2 separate regions of the Anas platyrhynchos genome follow, and region 2 is linked to region 1. The links are chromatin contacts, called in public Hi-C maps. All regions are on one chromosome and are shown on one strand. The core of a region is the stretch at or near the end of the contact, and the rest is flanking DNA. Distances in the headings are between cores, read along the strand shown. Region 1 holds the start of SRSF5 (serine and arginine rich splicing factor 5). Region 2 holds the start of SLC39A9 (solute carrier family 39 member 9).

Region 1 (4,602 bases), core at 1,517-4,016:
ATAAATTACAAACATGGCAACTGCCATACTTGTATTCTATCAAAACTGAATTATCTATATCAGGGCACGAAATAAATGAAAAAAGCATATTGCTTTAAGCAAAATGCTAATAAAAGCGTCTTAACATTAAGGAAAATTAAATTAGTCTATGGAGATTATATAGATTAGAAAGAGAGACAGAGAGATCTAAAAAAATACATCTGTATATTTATATATAAATACTGGACTGAGTGCAAAATACTACCCATATATTTTTGAATTATTTCCGTTTCCATTTATATTATGAGTCTTATATGCATACAGAATTACATTTACATAACACCATTATTTTGTGCCCCATATGTCATTAAAAATATAGTTTACTTTACCTTTATTAACATTTCCCTAGGCTAGCCAAGCAGCAAACTGCATTAAGCGACCGGAGATACCGTCATGATTTATGCCCGACTGGCTCTTCGCCACCCACTTGTCGAACACTACCCAGTCGATGGAAGCCATTAATCGCACCGCCCTCCCTATTAGGAGACTACTGACGGATCCAGACATTCGCTATGCTTGATGTTACCAAGGACCACTTTACTGCGATCAGGATTCCAACGACCACCTAATTTCGTATCTTTCAACTCTTTTCGACCAGGAACTCTTATTCGGAAGCGTTACAGGAGGAACAGCTCTCAACTTAGGAATCAGATCTCGTTAACGCTCTGGGACCGCTGCAATGTGGCACTTTAAGGAGTGCATCGATTACGTCTAGACCGGCAAACACAGATCTAGAGGTGGCCAAGTGACATTGTAGGAGCTGACTGGAAAGTCAACCAGGCCCAACCAAGAGTGACCAAGACAGAACGATTAGGATAACCCACAGGCACTCCTCGTCATAAGGCCAACGACACAGATAGGCTGGCAAATAAAGGGTTTAATATGTGGTTAAAATGGATTTAGAAAACAAGAAAATAAATAAATATATTTCCTCAAATATATACATTTATTATTATAAATTAAAATTAACTAGCTTTCATTCAAAATATTTAAATTACATTATTTAAAATTACATCAATTACATAAACATTTTAATAAAATAGATTTACTTTTAATTGATTATTTTACAAAATAATTACATTACATACCCATTAAATGAAGTCAAAATAGTTAATCGTGTTTTAACAAACCTGCCAGCTGACTCGGGATGACAGATTTTCTACTATGAGCCGGTTCTCTGTTCTTACAGGTGGGGCACTTCTGCTGGGAAATGAAAATTAAGTATTAATTATTTATTAACTTAAGTATAATCGCATTCTAATGCTAACCAGGACTGTATCAATAATCCATTGTCAACTTATCACTGTTGTGACTACGTAATGCCGCAAGTAATCAAGAACAAGTGTCAATTACCTCGGGGGTACAAAAACATAAAGATGATGATTGTATCTAATTTTTTTGATTCTCGCAATCCTACTGCCACATTGGATTGACTAGAAAATCAAACAGCACCTTTTGCTATCTCAGCGTACCTCACGTTTTGGGATGAGATGGGCTTGGGGTTATTTATTAAAGCCCCGTCAGTTCACGGCTATACGTACCTCCTGTCACTACGGGGACGGCGGCTGCTAAAGCGGTCAGAGTACCTCCCTCTGCCTCTGCCACCCCTAGAGCGTGCTCTCGCATGCTCAATTGTAACCCTGCAGAGAAAAAAAAAATAAGGGGAAAGCATGCATCTTTAAACATTTTTTCATGATTATTGAGGGGAAAAAGCTACGGCAGGATTTGAGCAGTGTTGATAATAAGATGTAAATGGAAATCGATGCATGTTTTTCATGTTGGGGTACCAGGGGCGATGCGGCAGCTCACCTCTCGCTGCAAAGCTCCTTCCCATCCAGTTCATAGACAGCATCGTCCGCATCCCTGGGATCCTCGAACTCCTGCGAGCCCAGACAGAAGGCACAGCGTTACACACCGCAATGCCCGCAGCCCCGCGGCCCCCTCCCGCCAGGCGCACTCACCACGAAGCCGAAGCCCCTCTTGAGGTCGATGTCGCGGATGCGGCCGTACCCTTTGAAGAAGCGCTCCACGTCCTTCTCCCTGGCGGCGGGGTTCAGCCTCCCGATGAAGACGCGGCAGCCGCTCATGGCTGGGGGCGCGGAGCAACCTGCGGGGGGCCCGGTGGTCCCCTCAGCACCGTCCCCTCAGCGCCGTGCCGGTGACTCAGCACGCGCCCCCCCCCCCAGCCCGCCCCCTGCCGCAGTCCGCAGCAGCCCGGGCTCGCCCCCGCGGCGGCCCAATCGCAGCCCGCCAGCTGGAGCCCGCCCCGGCCCCCGCCAACCAGAACGCGCCGCTCCCCCCCTCGGTCCCGCCCACTTCCCGCCCGGCCCCGCCCCCCGAGGCGCAGGGGCAGCCGAGCCGCCGCCATCGCTGCCTCCGCCACAAAATGGCGGCGCGGGCCGCGCCCTGCGCGCAGCGCCCGCCGCGGAGGCTGCACGCGGGGCACCGGCACCGGCCCGCCGCGACCCCGTGCGCCGCCAACACCCCTTAGCTAAGGGAACCGCTCGCTCCTCCGCCCCCCCCCCTGCACCACAAGGACATAGCCCCGGGCCGCCGATCCCGTCACCAACCTGGGCTGCGGGTCCCGTTGCGTTCCGGGCCGTGCCGTGCGGGGCGGAGGGGCCGGTGCGGTGCTGGCGGGCGGCTCCTGCTCCCTGCGCGGCGCCTCGCTCCCGACTGCCGCCCGCCCCGCCCCGCCCCGCCAACCGGGGGCGGCCCCGCGCCGCGGCCCCGCCCCGCCCCGCGCGCCCATTGGTGGAGCCGGCCCTGGCCCCGCCCCTCCCCGCCCCTCCCCGCGGTGATGGCGGAGGGGAGGCGGTGCCCGGCCGCCATCTTGGGGAGTGAGGGGACTGAGGGGGGCTGCTCTGCCACAGGGTGGTCAACGTGTCTTGGTGGTGCTCACACCCCTCACGGGTCCTCACGCGTGTCTCTCCCAGCCAAACATAATTAATAAACTGTTAATTGCTGCTCAGCTGCAGTATTCAGCCAGCCCCAGAGCCGCCTTATGTTTACACACATCTGCACCCCATCGCTCAGCCCTCAGCGGGGACGAGCCTGGCGTCATGGCCGGGGCTGTGCCTCAGTGACACGCACCCGAGCCACAAACCCCCACACCTCCTCCTCGCCATGGCATGGTCTGCCGCTGCATCAGGCAATCAGGCGGACCCACCCGGCATCAGATCGCAGCCCATCAGAGCTGTAATCCTGAACAGGCATCACATGCCATCGTATTTATACACATCATCTAATACATGCAATCAGGTTTAGGTTAGCTTCGTGTTTTCATGGTGAATTTATGCCAGCTGCAGAAGGACAGGGTGACCAACCCCTGGTCCAATACGAAGCTTGCAGGAACAAAGAAAAACCCCAAAAATTCTTGGGTTAACGTTTGAATGATCAGAACAAGTTTACACCAGACCAGTGTGTTTAGTTTTACACGCTGAATGTGATACTGAGGAAATGCCACAACCCTTTGAGAGCAAGATGCAGGCCACTACAAAAGCATCCTACTGTGTCAAAGCTATCTGTAAACCTTCAGGGGGTAACAGGAGAGCTGCTGCAGGATTGTGTCCTTCCTCGGCTAGCCCACAGACCTTTCCTGAAAGCCACCCGAGCCCCTAAGCCAACATTTGATGTACCCCAAAATGCAACCACTGCACCCATGACCACAGTCTGCCATTAACTTTCCAAGCTCAAATCACAACACATCTTTGTTTTGACAAACCGTCTTTTTTGTTGTTTACACAGACTCGGTGACTAACATTAGCAAAAGTTTTTGTGCTCAGCAGACAGCAGATTGCAAAGACTGAGCATGTCATGTCACCCCCACCTCTTGCTTAATTGAGACCCAGCATTCGTTTTAAAAGGGATTTGGAGAACATAGGTCATAATAGGGGAATAGCAGGATGGAGGAAATTCACATTACCCAAGTAGCCAGCGCCTGTAATCCTTAAGAAACTCATTGAAGTAGTTAATGAAGCATCACTGAGACATCTGTAGCACCATCCCAAACACCGCACTCCCCGGAGGTGCAGTGATGTTTCGATTGGCAAGCTTACCTTCAAAGGTCAGAGAGGCAATGGAACAGAAGATTAAATAATCAATGTATAAGTACTTTCATTCATTAAACTGCTAAGCTGCTCATGACAACAAGGCTGGCAATCAACAAGCTGTTTCAAATTAAACCAATACTCCTTCCCAGAATAACTAAGCTACTGGGCAAGGGGGAAAAATAGAGAAGTGTTAAACGTGACTGTAGTAAAGATTTCAGTGCTGTGCCACACATGGTATTTTCTTAAGCAAACAGGAAAATGGCAGGATAAAATTAATTGTAAGCTGGAAGCATACCTCTTTCAGTGTTTGCATTCAAAGTATCTCCTTGACAAACACAGGGACAATTCCTTTGCGGAATCAGGGATCTCCTCTCAGCACAGGACTGTTCAACAGCTGCATTAATAATTTGCTAAGCAGATTAGAGCATGCAGTGTTAAAACATGCAGGTGAAACACCCTGGGAAGATTTTCAAACACTCTGAAGACAAGAAGAGAATTCAAAATGAGCCTG
Region 2 (4,602 bases), core at 632-3,131, 170 kb after region 1:
TCTTCCACACCCACTGTTCCCATTGTACTTTTGCCAAAATATGGTGTTTCAGAATGAACACAAGATGATTTTATACTGCAGCACTATAATCTCTTTTACACTGTGTGCATGCATTTGTGTCTGTGCATTTGCCAAAAAAATACCTCAAGTACTAATGCTTTATTACTAGTGCAAATACGGAGCACGGCTTCAATTTGGACACCTGTGAATTCTAAAACTGCATTAAAATAATAAACACTGACAAATTACTATTTCAAGAAAAGTCTGCATTTCTTTTTCAATATGAAATACTTCAAAACGGTGAATACAGCGACCTAATAACTGCAACTTATCATGACAGGGAAGTCATCTAGTTTAATTCAGGAAGCCAAACTATTTCAGTTCGAAAAAGTTCCCGGAAATCAACTATTGAAGTTCTACACCACTTGTGCGTCTCTTCTTAAGAGCAGCAGAGAAAATGCTGTTAAAAAATACATAGGGAAAACCTAAATTCCTCGAATCAGCAAGCTGTTCCACACCTCAATTATTTCTTGGTTTAAATCTTCATGACACTGAAACTCTTACTTGGACCTAGCAAAAAGTAAACAGTCCCATTCCAATCAACACTGTGAGTCTTTGTTACCCAAGGAAAAGATTCAAACTACCTGAACAACTTGTTTTTATTTTGACTATTTAGGCTGCAGCTTCAGAGAGCCTCAAGTACTGGTAGAGTGTGGTTTCTGGCCCAAGGTTAGCCTCCTAGAGTACTTCATGTAAATCGGGATTAAACTGAAAATGTACATCTGCCTGTAGAAATAAAGCAGAGAGCTGTTCGTCTGAACCTTTTCGTCACTGATGTTTAGTTATACCTGGCTTTACTGGAGCTTCATACTTCCAAGAATATTCAAGTGTAATTAAAAGAATAGAAACAAATATGAAATCAAAACACAACCAGGTCCACAGTTAAACTCATCTGAAGAAGTGTATTAATGAATAATTCTATTGTACTCTATCATTTGGGTTTATTACGTACAGCATTAATTTGTTTTCTACTTAACCATGATAAGTACCCAGGGGGAGGAAGCGTTTTTCTCTAGCATCACCTAGAAAGCTTTTTGCAGACCACAGAACACACAGCCCAAAAAATCATTTTAGTTTAAAACTACTCATGTAGCAGGGGCCTAAGCGACTATTTTAAACAAAACGATTGTAACTGCTAATCAGACGTTTCCAGGGCTGGTGTCTGCACATAAAACGAGCGCAGAGAGACAGCTCCGTTACCAAACCAGCCGAGCAGACAGCTCCTTACAGCAGCAAGCTTACGGCAAGCCTAAAACCGAACCGAGGCACTAAACTCGTCCGTACACGTGTGTGCGGCTGGCAGAGCGCTGCCTCCGCACAGGGCTGGCGAGCCGGCGGCCGCTGGCGGTGCGGAGTGCCACGTTCACGCCGAGCTGTGCTCCTGCTGCCAGCGGTCCCAAAACACACATGGGCTCCCTGCTCCAGCTGCACAGACAGACACGAGCCACACAGACACGGGGCAGGGCAGCACCGCCACACGGCGCGGAGCACAGCCGGGGGCAGCGGGCTCGGGGCGCTGCTGACAGGAGCCGGCAGGACGCACCGAGCCCAGCTCCCCGCTGCGCGCCTCAGCCCGGCCCCGGGGCCCGGCCCGGCCCCCCCCTCACCTCAGAGAAGTTGACGGCCAGCGGGATGATGCCCGCCACATAGCAGGCCAGCAGCATGGCGAGGGACAGCAGGCAGATGGCAGGGAAGTCATCCATGGCGCCCGGCGGCGAGCTGCCCGCCTCAGCCCGGCTCCCCTCAGCCCAGCCCGGCTCCCCTCCGCCTCCCCTCGCCCCCCTCAGCCGCCCCGGGCCCCGCAGCGGCCCCGTGCCATGGCCGCCCCCTCAGCCTGAGCGGCTCCGCGCCGCTTCCCCTTCCGGGCCTTCCCGGCTCCAAGATGGCGGCCGCCCGCCGCTGGGAGGCGGGAAAGCGCGGCTCCCTCATCAAAGATGGCGGCGCAACCCGCTTCGCCCCCCTTTCCCTCCAACGCGTCCCGCGCGGCGCCCTCAGCGCTTCGGCTTCAGAGGGCGCGCGTGCGCGGGGGGGCGCTCTAGCTCCCTCTCGCTGGTGCGGCCGCGGGGGGTTGTGGGGGATCGGCGGGCGCCTGGCGGTGGCGGAGCTGAGGAGCGGGAGCCGCGATGGTGAGCGGGGGGCTCCGGGGGGCGGTCAGGGGGGCTCGGGGTGGCCGCACCGGCACCGGGGGGGACCGGGGGGAGGCGGGGGGACACGGTAAGGCCCGGGGGGGCCCGTCCCGGCAGCACGTGGCGGGGGGAGGCCGCGAGCGGGGACCGGGGCCTGGCCCGGGGGTCGCCTCCCTGAGGGGTGCCGCGGGGCTGGCGGCCGCGGGCGGGGCCGGGCGGGGGCTTCGCGCCCCTAAATGGGGAAAAAGTCGCCGAAATCGCCCCTCCTGCCCTGCACGGGGGGCTGGAGGGCCCCGAGTGTGCGGTGCGCTGCCTCGCCTGGCCAGGCGCCGTGCCCTCACAATGCCTCCGCCTCTCTCTCCCCTTTTTCCTTGCCCACGCTTGGGTCTCGGCTCGGCCCCGCAGCTGGCAGAAGGCTCCTCGGGCAGGGGCTGCCCGCGTCCTGCTCCTGGGGCTGCCAGCGCTGCCTCGACTGTTTCTGCGGGGCTACGTCTGTAATCGTGGACTCAGGGAGGTTTCTCAAGGGCGCTCTGGGAGTTGGAAATTGGAGGGATAGAAACCGGTGTGGGGCCTTACCGACAGCCAGCGCAACTGCCCTCCGAAAGAAAACACAAAAACACAACAGTGCAACACGAGAAAGAGTCTGTACAGGGCTCTTCCACATTACCTGCTCCCAAGGCGTGACATCTTCACTGTCTTCCCCTGTTTTGGTTTTCTTCTTCCTAACAATGAGATTTATACTCATAAAAAAAAACATTTTATTTACACTGATTTTTGTCCCATGTCATCTAGGCACATATTCAGCGGGGCAGGTAAAACTTCGAAGAAACCTCTCAGGCTTAGGAACTTGTCACATCTCTGGTGGGAGAGGAGGAACAATTTTAGAAAATCAAGCTAAATTGGGATTGTTATTATTATTTTTTTGCCTTAAGGTAAAATAATGGGAAGTTCCTAAAGAAACTCTTCAGATGTAATGCATTAATCCTGCAATACAGGTGATCCCAGTGGCAGTAATTTTGGTAGACCAGTTAAAGTGGACAAAGATCTTAAAAGCCAATTTGTACAATATAAACATGAAAGAATTGATTCTTTTATTCTTTGCTTTACTTCAGAGCTTATAGTAGAAGCTGAGACATTAATACTTGTTAAAAGGAGAAATTTAGTTGGCAGTAACAGGATCAAAAGAAATACTAGCAGTAATTTAGACTTTTTTGATGTTACTGTAGTAGTTATTCTTGGAGGCTCACGATCTATTGGTGTTGCTTTTAGAAAAGCTGAATTATGCCCTTTTTTTTTTTGTACAAGGCAATTAATAATCTCCGGGCTGATATGGATATTGAAAAGTTTCTGAAGAGAAAAACGGTTTCAAGTCAGAAGTTCAAATAAATTCTCACTTGAAGTTCTGAAAGAACTGGCTTATGTGTCTGGCTCACTGATACTTTTTTCTGTAGTCTGAGTATTGGGATATCAATACTTTCTTAGGTTTTGTCAAGTAAACCCAACTTTTTCTTCTAATATTACAGTTGAGTTTGAAAGTACAGTGACCACAATTGCAGTTCACAGGGCATTCTGCTGCTAGAACACACAAGATTTTATCAAACACACTGAACTGGCCGACAGACCCCATTTTTTTATTATTAATAAGGGGTTCTTGCTCAGATGTTCCTGGGAGATCAGAGTTCCAAGTCCTGGAAGTGAGCCTGGTCGTAAGCAAATAAAAAGGACACTGCTGGAAGTAGTTGTGAATGGATTTGGCAGGCCTTTGACTCCCTGGTAAGGCGTGCCTGGGGCAGTGCAGCACCCTTCAGCAGCACCCTTAGGAGCAGCTGGGTACCAGCAGCCCTGGAGGCATCCCGTTTGCATCTAGTGTCCTCTGGTGTGCAGGGAAGCAGTCTTAGCAGGCTGGTCTCCTTCATATGATTTTCATAATAGAATGATAATACACTTTGGTATTTGTTTCCACTGTGTCTTACTCTGCAGTTCCCTGCATGAATTTTACAAGTTGAGTACTCACATCATATATTAGCATTGAAAGTGCTGGATTAAATTAGCAGCACGGGCAAGGCTGTTTTCTAGTGTGCTTGCAAACTTCCTATGATGTGTAACCTGTTAATTAGGTCACAGGCTGTGTACACTTAAAATCTTGTTTGTTTAAATTATTTGCTGCATCCAAGTGAAAAATATTACAGAAATAATGCAAGCCACAGACTACAATCATCAAAGCCTTCCCTGCAGAAGAGCGAGTTTACAGGCAGACATTTGGAACAGTTATCTGTGCCATAATTACCCTTTCAGTAGACTTGCTGAAGTGTTAAAAAAAAAAAAATCGGCACATCTGATTTGCAGGAAATAATCTTGAGTACCAAGTGCAGATTTGTTAAGGAATTTGTGTTATCTTGAAGCTGAATAACTCTAA

The links. Hi-C and Micro-C count contacts between places; a contact is called where the count stands out from the background.
Region 2: a contact with region 1 is called in a Hi-C map of subcutaneous adipose tissue, with 2.7 times the contacts expected there. The contact joins the promoter of SLC39A9 here to the promoter of SRSF5 in region 1. A contact is called at or near these places in 3 of 8 Hi-C or Micro-C datasets (F1 follicle, liver and subcutaneous adipose tissue).

The regions. Positions count from the first base shown.
Region 1 is chr5:36,882,759-36,887,360 of IASCAAS_PekinDuck_T2T, forward strand. SRSF5 (serine and arginine rich splicing factor 5) reads right to left here and starts at 2,767. Exons shown (of 8, transcript XM_027458355.3): 1 at 2,610-2,767; 2 at 2,001-2,146; 3 at 1,849-1,919; 4 at 1,581-1,679; 5 at 1,170-1,239. The coding sequence starts at 2,126.
Region 2 is chr5:37,050,021-37,054,622 of IASCAAS_PekinDuck_T2T, forward strand. SLC39A9 (solute carrier family 39 member 9) reads right to left here and starts at 1,882. Exons shown (of 7, transcript XM_027457903.3): 1 at 1,668-1,882. The coding sequence starts at 1,763. It overlaps ERH (ERH mRNA splicing and mitosis factor), which reads left to right and starts at 2,052. Exons shown (of 4, transcript XM_027457904.3): 1 at 2,052-2,186. The coding sequence starts at 2,184.